2 separate regions of the Gossypium hirsutum genome follow, and region 1 is linked to region 2. Evidence: chromatin contacts called from public Hi-C data. All regions are on one chromosome and are shown on one strand. The core of a region is the stretch at or near the end of the contact, and the rest is flanking DNA. Distances in the headings are between cores, read along the strand shown. Region 1 holds the start of LOC107921277 (pentatricopeptide repeat-containing protein At2g33680). Region 2 holds the start of LOC107922157 (polyubiquitin).

Region 1 (5,196 bases), core at 1,803-4,302, 180 kb after region 2:
GAGGGCACAAGGCATGTAACACCCCTAACCCGTATTTATCGCCAGAACAGAGTTACGGAGCATTACCGGAGTTTACATATCAAATAAACATACATTTCATATCATATAACATTCATATCAGAAACCAATCGAAATCAAACTTATTGTCCCTTATACGAGTCCTCGAGGCCCAAAATACACGTTAGAAACAAGTCGGGAGTAGATCGGGTACTTAAAGAATTTTTCAGAAAACATTAAAATTTTTCTAAGTTGTAAGGGACACACAGATGTGTGGCCAGGCTGTGCGACTCACTCGGTCAGAAGATACGCTTGTGTCTCAGGCCGTGTGGGCATTTGAAATAGGGACATACAGTCGTGTCCTAGCCCGTGTGACTCTTTGACTTGGGTCACACGGCCAAACCACATGCTAGTGTGCTATGCTGTGTTGAGCATACTGACTTGCACAATTTTAAAGATATAGTGGACACACGGCCGTGTCACCTAGCCCTGTGTCACACACAGCTGAGACACACGCCCGTGTCTCTGCCCTTGTGGACAAAAATAGGTAATTTCTAAGTCACATTTCTCAGCTAATTTGGTACCAATCTAAACACAACAATTTGCACATCAACAAGCCATAACAAGACATTCGAATCAAGCTAAAATTAAGTCTTAAACATGTATTATCACAACATACAACCAATATACCCTATAACATGTCAACCAAATATACTATTTCAAACCAATCATCAATATACCTATAAGTTTTCCATCCTTCAACCATATCAAACACACATTAAATATATTAAGACCACATATATAAAACACATTAAAATATATCAAACACAAGTCATTCAAATGGCTTGTCTTAACAAAACATTTATATACCAACATTGGCCAAATTATCCTATACATGCCATTATAACCGAAATTAATTTACTTAAAGTACAAAAAGAGCCGATGGATAGTGTGAAATAGCTCTGACCAGCTTCTAACCCAAATGAGCTTCCGAATTACTATAAAACATGAAAAATAATACAGAGTAAGCATTTAAGCTTAGTAAGTTCGTATAACAAAAAATTTAACTTACCATACATCCATACAATAGGTAAGTAAACATAACATATCTCAATCAATTTGGCCAAAAGTCTAAACACATGATCACCAACATATTAGCCATGAAAATCACATATAAAATCCAACACACATGGTTGAATTCATCAAATATTCATATTTCATGCATATATTGGCAATAGTTCATATTAAACTCATATGATTTCATAACAGAATTGTGCCCGTTGAACCATTTAGAATGCCGTTGGATACACGAGTAGTACACACGAGGTGTACTAAACTGTAATCCGTCAATTCATATTCATGTATGCTCCTCCGAGCTGTAAACGGAAAGCTCCTCCGAGCTGAATAATAGGAAGTTCATGTGAGCTAAATAACGGGAAGCTCATGCGAGCTGTATAACGGGAAGCTCATACGAGCTGTGGCGTGTCTGCAACACATGCAGGACCAAACCAAATCGGTAACCCTAATGACATGTCATTTGTATCCTACGAATTTCATAAGGTTCACACGGGACTCGATAATCGTCGAATATACAACCAGTATTTATTCGTGTAATTAAATTGTACAATTCACAAGCAATAATTCAATTTAAAACATATTAATGTACAATTTAATTACAATAACTTACCTCGACGAGTTTATGTAGATACGAATGCAACTAATCTGATATTTTTCCTTTGCCTCGATCTAACTCCGTACTAGGTCTAACCGAATCTATACGAATAAATTTAACTCAATTAAATATAATTCATATTCAATTTAGTCCAACACACATTTTTTGGAAAAATTACTATTTTTCCCTATACTTTTAATTTATTACAATTTAGTCCCTAGGTTTGGAAAATGACTTTCATGCAATTTAATCCTTACTCAAGCCTAGTAAATTTTTATACATATTAATAGCAACCGACATAATTCACAATTTCACAATTTTACCATAAATTTATCATCTGTTTCAATTTATTCCCTAATTGATAATTTCATCAAAATTCTCTTTACAAAAGTTATTTATCTAACAACAACTTTTCATTTTTTTTATCATAAAGCTTCAAAATTCAAGCATACTCATCAATATAAAAACCTTAATACTTTATCAATTTTGCAAATTAATCCCCGAGCTAGCTAGATTAAGCTACTACGATCTCGGAAACATAGAAATCATCAAAAACGGGACAAAATACATACCTAATTAAGCAAAACAAGCTTGCTAATATCTCAATCTACCATGGTTAGGTTTTCTCTCTTTTTTTTTATTTGGTGGTAGATGATGATAATAGATTTTTTAATTTTATTTAATATCACTTTAATTGATAATTTCTAAAATTAACCTTAATGTTTCATGAAATTTCCAATGATGACTATTCATGCCTAACCACTAAGCATTTTAATGGTCTATTTACTATATAAGGACCTCCAATTTAAAATTCTATAGCTATTTAATACCTTTAGCTATTAGAACTCAACTTTTGCACTTAATGCAATTTAGTCCTTTTCATCAAATTAGGTATGTAAACGAAAAATGTCTTAACAAAATTTTTATACTATATTTCTATCATATAGTAGAAAATAAAATAATAATAATAAATTTTTTCCGACTTTAGATTTGTGGTCCCAAAATCACTGTTCCGATTTTACTAAAAACGGACTGTTACAAGACATCATTAGCTAACTAGTTATTTTTCACTACAATATCTTTTTAAAAACATTATGATTTGAAAAATAAAAGATTTTTTTTGGAACTTTCTAGCAATGTTAATGATTTGAACTAAATCATTATGAGAATTAAATGAGTCAAACAAAATTATTGGGACTGAATCCTCAAATTACATGGACAGAAAACCATAAATTAAACTAACAGAAACTGTTTATCGGGTCAGTTTTCTCATAGGCCCCATTTTGGGTCCAATTAAGCCCAAGCCAAATTTCAGCCCAGGAGCATATATGTGCCTTTTTTTTTTTGAATTTATTTATTAATTTGTTTGATTCAAATCAAATATCCATGGAAGCTGCTTATGGCGCCACCGTTCTTCTTCATCCGTTTAAACCCCAAAATCCAGTGTTTTTAACAAAAGCCAAGCTACCTGTTAAGGCCAAATGCCCATCTTTAAAAAAAGTCAATTGCTCCATCTCCAGCATTTCAACTAATAAAGAGATGGTTCTCGCTGAAGATTGGCCTCATCTTCTCAAGCTCTCCATCGGGTCTGGAAATTTCTTGTTGGGTCAAGCAATTCACGCTTTTTTAATAAAATCCAACTCTTCAAATGATGTTTTTCAAGGAAATAATCTTATCAATTTTTATACTAAATTCAACGAACTGCATGATGCCCGAAAGGTGTTTGATGAAATTCCTGTTAGAAACACAATCACTTGGACTACTTTAATTAAAGGGCATTTAAACAATGGAGACTCCGAATCCGTGTTTAGTATCGCTCATGATATGTGTTTCTCTGGTGAGAAGTTCAACGAACATACTTGTTCGGTGATTTTACAAGCGTGTAGCGAGGAAGAAGACTTGATTCGAGGTGAGCAAATCCATGGTTTTGTTATAAAAAGTGGGATTGAAGGGAATGCTTTTGTGGGTACTTCTTTGATTTCCTTGTATTCAACGACTGGTTTCTTAAATGAAGCGGAAAATGTTTTTAACAACATTAGCGTCAAGGATGTTCAGTGTTTGAATTACATGATTTTGGAGTATGGAAAGGCTGGGTTTATGGAGAAAGCTTTTCAGGCTTTTGTTGATGTGTTAAGCTCAGATTTGGAGCCAACCGATTATACTTTTACTAATATAATAAGCACATTTAGTGAAAATGTAGGCATTGAGGAAGGGAGACAGTTGCATGGGCTTGCTGTCAAGTATGGAGTCATCAATGTGACCTCTTTAGGGAATGCTCTGATTACTATGTATGGGAAGCTTGGAATGGTTGAAGACAGTGAGAGAATGTTTCATTCTTTGAGTGAGAGGAATTTGATTTCTTGGACTGCGCTTATATCGGGGTATGTAAGAAATGGTTGCAGTGAAAAGGCTGCTGATATATTCTTGGAATTACTTTACCATGGAATTTACTGTGATCCAAGTTGTTTAGTAACTGTGCTCGATGGCTGCTCAGAGTGCAGAAACTTGGATTTGGGAGTTCAGCTCCATGGATTTGTGATTAAGAGTGGTTATCTGTGTGATGCCAATATTGTGACTGCATTAGTAGATATGTATTCCAAATCCGATAACCTAAAGTCTGCAAAAATAGTTTTCGATGGTTTCTCTAGTAAAAGTATTGCTTTGTTTAATGCTATTCTTGTTGGATTCATAAAAACAAATAGAGATGATGATGATGAAGATGCTATGGTTTTGTTTCGTCAGTTGAGATTTGCTGGTATAAAGCCTGATTTAGTCACTTTCTCAAGGCTTCTTAGTTTATCTGCTAATCAAGCTTGTTTAGTAAAAGGGGAAACTCTTCATGCTTACACCATCAAAACGGGGTTTGAATCCAGTTTAATGGTGAGTAATGCTTTGATCACCATGTATGCTAAATGTGGCAGCATCAAAGGGGCTTGTCAAACATTTGATGGTATGCATTGTCGTGATTCAGTTTCGTGGAATGCCATGGTTTCTGCGTATTCCATTCATGGTCAAGGTAAAGCAGCACTTCGGCTCTTCAAAGAGATTAAAGGAGAAGGTTTTGCAGTTGATGAGTTTACCGTATTGGCTATCCTTCAAGCTTGTTGTTACACAGGGTTATGGCACGATGGGATACGCATATTCAATGAAATGGAATCAAGTTACAAGATCAACCCGTTAATTGAGCATTATGCTTGTATGGTTGATCTTTTAGGGAGGGCAGGGTGCTTGTCTGAAGCCATGAATCTTATTAGCAACAGCCGTTTTCGGGATTCGCCTTTGCTATGGAGGACATTGGTGAATGTTTGTAAGTTACAAGGGGATATAGATTTTGCCATGTTAGCTTCAAAAAACTTGCTAGACTTGTCGCCTGAAGAAGCTGGTTCCTACATACTTGTTTCGAACACGTATGCTGGATCTGGAATGTTAGATGAGGCGCTGAAAGTCAGGACAGCCATGAATGACTTGAAGTTAAGTAAGCAAGCAGGTTGTAGTTGGATTGAAATTGATAATAAGGTCCATTGTTT
Region 2 (5,147 bases), core at 1,114-3,613:
GGGGATAGTCATAACTTTCAATTCTTAGCCTCAAATTAAAAATTGATTTCAAATATTCTGATTCGTGACCTTATAATTTCTATTTCTAACATAATTTCATAATATTTTTTAAATTTATTCAATTTGGTCCCTAATGTAACAAAGTTACCAGATAAGCTAAATTAACTTTACAATATAGTCCTTTTTATATTCCAGGCTTAAAATCTATCAATTTCAAGCCTAATTCTTTAAGAAATCAACAATGAAAACTTTCAAAAACTTTAATAGTTTCATAATTTAGTATATGAGCTAGCTAAATCAAGCTTCCATGACCCAAAATCTATAAAAATTACAAGAAAAATGCTTGAATTCACTTACAAAATTATGGACAAATGTATGAAGTTTCCTTAGGTTTTCTTCTTCAAGTTTCGACAAGAAAATGAAGATGAAAGATAGCTTTTACATTTTTCTTCACTAACTTAATATATAGTTGGATTATGGTTTAATTAATCTCGTTTAATTTGGTTTAATCATGGTTTACTTCATTAATCTAATTATTAGTTTAATTTAATGAGATGGCATCATCATCCACTAGCTCTAATTTTAAAATGGTTTAGTTATCATTTTGGACCGTTGACTAATTGCACTTCAAGTCCTCAAGCCTTTGGTCAATTAAAATTCTATAATGATTGCACTTTATGATTTAGTCCCTGAGCCTTAATTAACTATTAATTCGGCAAAATTACTAGACCAAATTTTAATATATATTTTTATATTATCCTCGTAAATATTAATATTTAATAATTATTGACTTGATTTACGAAAATAAGGTTTTAAAACTGCCTTTTTCGGTACCACTAAAAATCGGGTCATTACAGTGACTCTCTTTTCAAATTAACCTTGATTTCTAATTAGTTTATCATCAATTAGAAATTGGTTATTAGAGTATCTACACATATTTGACCCATACTTTAATAATAACTGAAGCTCAATAAGCCTTAACCATATTATATCATTTTTAATTTGGGTTACCCATAGTAAATTATAACATATACTTATTATATGTATGTGACATCTATATTATCTAGTGGTAATGTGAGTTTGGTTGGGTTTATTTTTTTTTGGATTTTTTAAACTGTCTATCATAATTCTGTTCGACTTGATTTAATTCTCAGTTTTTTCATATTAATTTTTTGTTTTGAATTTTTAGACTTATTTTGATAAAATGATCTTTTTTAAGGATTTTAAATATTAATTGATAAAATTTCAGTCTTTTTCATAAATATTTCTAAAAACCAATAAATTTTCAAGAACTTTTAAATTATTTTCACTATTTTAAATATAAAGCATTTATTTTTATATCATAAAAATAAATTTAATTATATATTAAATAAAAAAATAAAATTCAATTCGGTTTTAGGTAACTGCAATTTTTAAGCTTGCATTCCATAAACCGTCCAAACATTTTCGTTCGAGTTGGTTTTTCAATAAAATAACACTTTTATTTAAATTTTAAAATATGAATAAATTTGCCATTCAACTCTTATGTGATTGAAATTTACTATTAAGCTTAGAATTTTATTAAAATTTTCTACCAACTTTGATTTTTTAATTAAATTTTATCACTCAATATTAATTTTGATAATTTGAAAATATAATTTAATAAGAATTTTTTTTCAAATTTTTTATTTTTATAGCTAAAACTAATTTTTTTATTTTTATAGCTAAATCTAATTTAAATTTTATTTAATATTAATATTATGTTATATTAATTTATATTTTTAAATATTAAATTAAAATATAAAAAATATTAAAATTTGTCTTAAAATTATTTTGAATAAAAAATTGAATAAAAAATTAACTTTAATGGCAAATTTCAATAAAATAAAAGTAAAACAACAAAATTCAATATAAAATTAAAGTATTGTGGTAAATTTATTTATGAACCATAAGGAAAATGAAAAATATTATTGAAAATGGAATATATTGACAAATTTTCATATTAACCCAAAGAAACCTATGGTCACATGGGAGCTATATATAGCATAGAAGTTTAGATAATGCTGTTAAAATATGCCATAAGTTCCTATATTTTTCATAAATTTTAAATTTAGCTTCTATACTTTTAATTCTAGGAATTTAGTCATTCTACTTTTTAGCTTTCAAAATTCAGGTCTAATTATTAAGATTGTTAAGATTACTTTGTTAAATTTAGGTTCACTACAATGTCATTGTTAACAAAATAATTTGACATTGTTAATAATTAGACTTAAATTGTGAAATGAGGAAAATAGAGGGACTAAATTCCTAAAAATAAAAAGATAAAGACTAAATTCCAAAGATGTGAAGAGTAAATATAACACATTTTAACCAGATAATTGCCTATATTTAAGTTTTTGCTATTTACTTTCTTTATTATTTTCCATATTTATCGAATGAAAAACTAAACTCAGCGTGGGCTTCGGTAGAAATAAATGTGGCAAGAACTGATTGGTTATACTATTGGCAATATTGTCGTAAAGTCGGCAAATTCCACCTATAAGAAAGGCTTAAATCTCCCAACCTATTCACCGGCAGACTCTTCCGTCTTCAAACACTTCGAATCGTTTTCCAATTACTCTGACAAGGTAACTCATAGTTGTTTTATATTTCAATTTTTCAATCTTAATTAACAATTTTATTGCTTTTAAGTATTATTATTTGTTTTTTTCTTTTAAAATCGTATCTTGTTTGTTATCTCATTGTCTTGAATTGTTGGTGGATCTTGAATGAGTTTTAAATCTTTTTTGCTTTAATTTTGATAGATCTTCTCATAATTTGATTGTTTATACGTATAAGGTTTTTTTTTTAAATTTAACTAATCGGATCTTGGTTAATCATGTTGAATATCTTCCTTGAAATTAGTTAAATTATTAGTGGATCTGTTAATGGACCATCTTTGTTTATTGAGATTCAGTTGTAAATATTTGAAATTCTTAAATCTGTTGATGTGTGTTCTTGGGAATTTAAATTGGTAGATTTGTTTAGGCTCTTGAAAATTCTGTCTATGCTTTCTATTTGTGAATTTTGATTTTCTTGGTTTTGTTTGATTTTAAAAAGGGCATCTCTTGTGGTGGTATTCTTGCATATTTTATTTTCAGGTTTTAAATTTGCTAAAATATAATAATTGATATATGAATGACGGCCTTGGATTCTAACTTATTGTTTATGACTTTGTTTTTCTGCTAATTTTCTGAACTCTTGATAATTGAGGTACTAATTTGTTTTTGATATTTTGATTCAATAGATGCAAATCTTTGTTAAAACCCTCACTGGCAAGACCATCACCCTCGAGGTGGAGAGTTCAGACACCATTGATAATGTGAAGGCTAAGATCCAAGATAAGGAAGGGATCCCACCGGATCAGCAGAGGCTTATATTTGCTGGCAAACAACTTGAGGATGGCCGCACGCTAGCCGACTACAACATTCAGAAAGAATCCACCCTTCACTTGGTTCTTCGACTTCGTGGCGGCATGCAAATCTTTGTCAAGACTCTCACTGGAAAGACAATTACCTTGGAGGTTGAAAGCTCTGACACAATTGATAATGTAAAGGCAAAGATCCAAGACAAGGAAGGGATCCCACCAGATCAGCAGAGGCTTATCTTTGCTGGAAAGCAGCTTGAAGATGGTCGCACCTTAGCTGATTACAATATCCAAAAAGAGTCCACCCTCCACCTGGTACTTCGTCTTCGAGGTGGCATGCAAATCTTTGTCAAAACTCTCACTGGAAAGACAATTACCTTGGAGGTCGAGAGTTCGGATACCATTGACAATGTGAAAGCCAAGATTCAGGACAAAGAAGGAATCCCACCAGACCAACAAAGATTGATTTTTGCTGGAAAACAACTTGAAGATGGAAGAACTCTTGCCGATTATAATATCCAGAAGGAGTCTACTCTCCATTTGGTTCTCCGCCTTCGGGGTGGTATGCAGATCTTTGTAAAGACTCTTACCGGAAAGACCATCACTTTGGAGGTTGAAAGTTCCGATACCATTGACAATGTGAAGGCAAAGATCCAAGACAAGGAGGGTATCCCCCCAGACCAGCAAAGGCTCATCTTTGCTGGCAAGCAGCTCGAAGATGGTAGGACATTGGCCGACTACAATATCCAAAAGGAGTCTACCCTTCATTTGGTGTTGCGGCTGCGTGGTGGGATGCAGATCTTTGTTAAGACTCTTACTGGAAAGACTATCACTCTAGAGGTTGAAAGTTCAGACACCATTGACAATCTTAAGGCAAAGATTCAAGACAAGGAAGGGATCCCACCAGACCAGCAAAGGCTCATATTTGCTGGCAAGCAACTTGAAGATGGCAGGACATTGGCTGATTATAATATCCAAAAGGAGTCTACTCTGCATCTTGTCCTTCGCCTTCGCGGTGGTTTCTAGGTAAGGATTGTTTGCCGTTGTTGGTGGCCTTTTTTTGGTTTTAAATAATGTGTCTGGAAGCTTATCTGGGATTATTATTAGCTATGTGGTTTTCGAACTTTCATGGGTTACTGCTATTAGATCTTTGTTTTAATATTTTAAGTTTGTCTTTGGACGCTATTATGAATCGTCAACTTCGATGTTCAAATGCCTTCAACTTCTGTTTGGTACGTTGAACCTCTGATATTTGGATGTCATTTTTGGAATTCTTTCATCTTAATCCTCCAAAGCATGTAAAGATCTACTTATATATATAAAAATATATTGCATTAAAAAATTCAACTCTTTTAAGACCACAGAATTAAGTCGTGATGTTTTTCTTTGTCACGAGAAATTAACGTCTTCTCTAAATCCACTTTGAGAAATCCATGAAGTATTCGACCAGCTGGAGATTGACATATTTTAGTCTACGAGATGACTAATTAAGTAGGCATCGAAGAATTGAGGTATCGAAGTACGAATGAGTATCTATCAAAGTGTAAATAGTGGCACTGAAATGCAAACCTGTATTATATTGGCACTCCATTTGGATCTTATCCTAAGTTTATTCGGGCTCGATACACATATTAGAACAATTTTTTACAATTGAGTCGTTTCCTCATCATTTGTACCAATTTATAATCATTTCAAAATACATTCAAATATTATAATTTCACAATTTAACCACAAACATTACCTAATTGTATATAGCTATACA

What was found. Hi-C and Micro-C count contacts between places; a contact is called where the count stands out from the background.
Region 1: a contact with region 2 is called in a Hi-C map of leaf, with 3 times the contacts expected there. The contact joins the promoter of LOC107921277 here to the promoter of LOC107922157 in region 2. A contact is called at or near these places in 4 of 34 Hi-C or Micro-C datasets (anther, hypocotyl, leaf and 1 more).

The regions. Positions count from the first base shown.
Region 1 is chrD01:28,431,728-28,436,923 of Gossypium_hirsutum_v2.1, forward strand. It overlaps LOC107921277 (pentatricopeptide repeat-containing protein At2g33680), which reads left to right and starts at 3,053. Exons shown (of 2, transcript XM_041086508.1): 1 at 3,053-5,196. The coding sequence starts at 3,056.
Region 2 is chrD01:28,252,121-28,257,267 of Gossypium_hirsutum_v2.1, forward strand. It overlaps LOC107922157 (polyubiquitin), which reads left to right and starts at 2,364. Exons shown (of 2, transcript XM_016852038.2): 1 at 2,364-2,606; 2 at 3,266-4,647. The coding sequence starts at 2,454. The coding sequence ends at 4,411.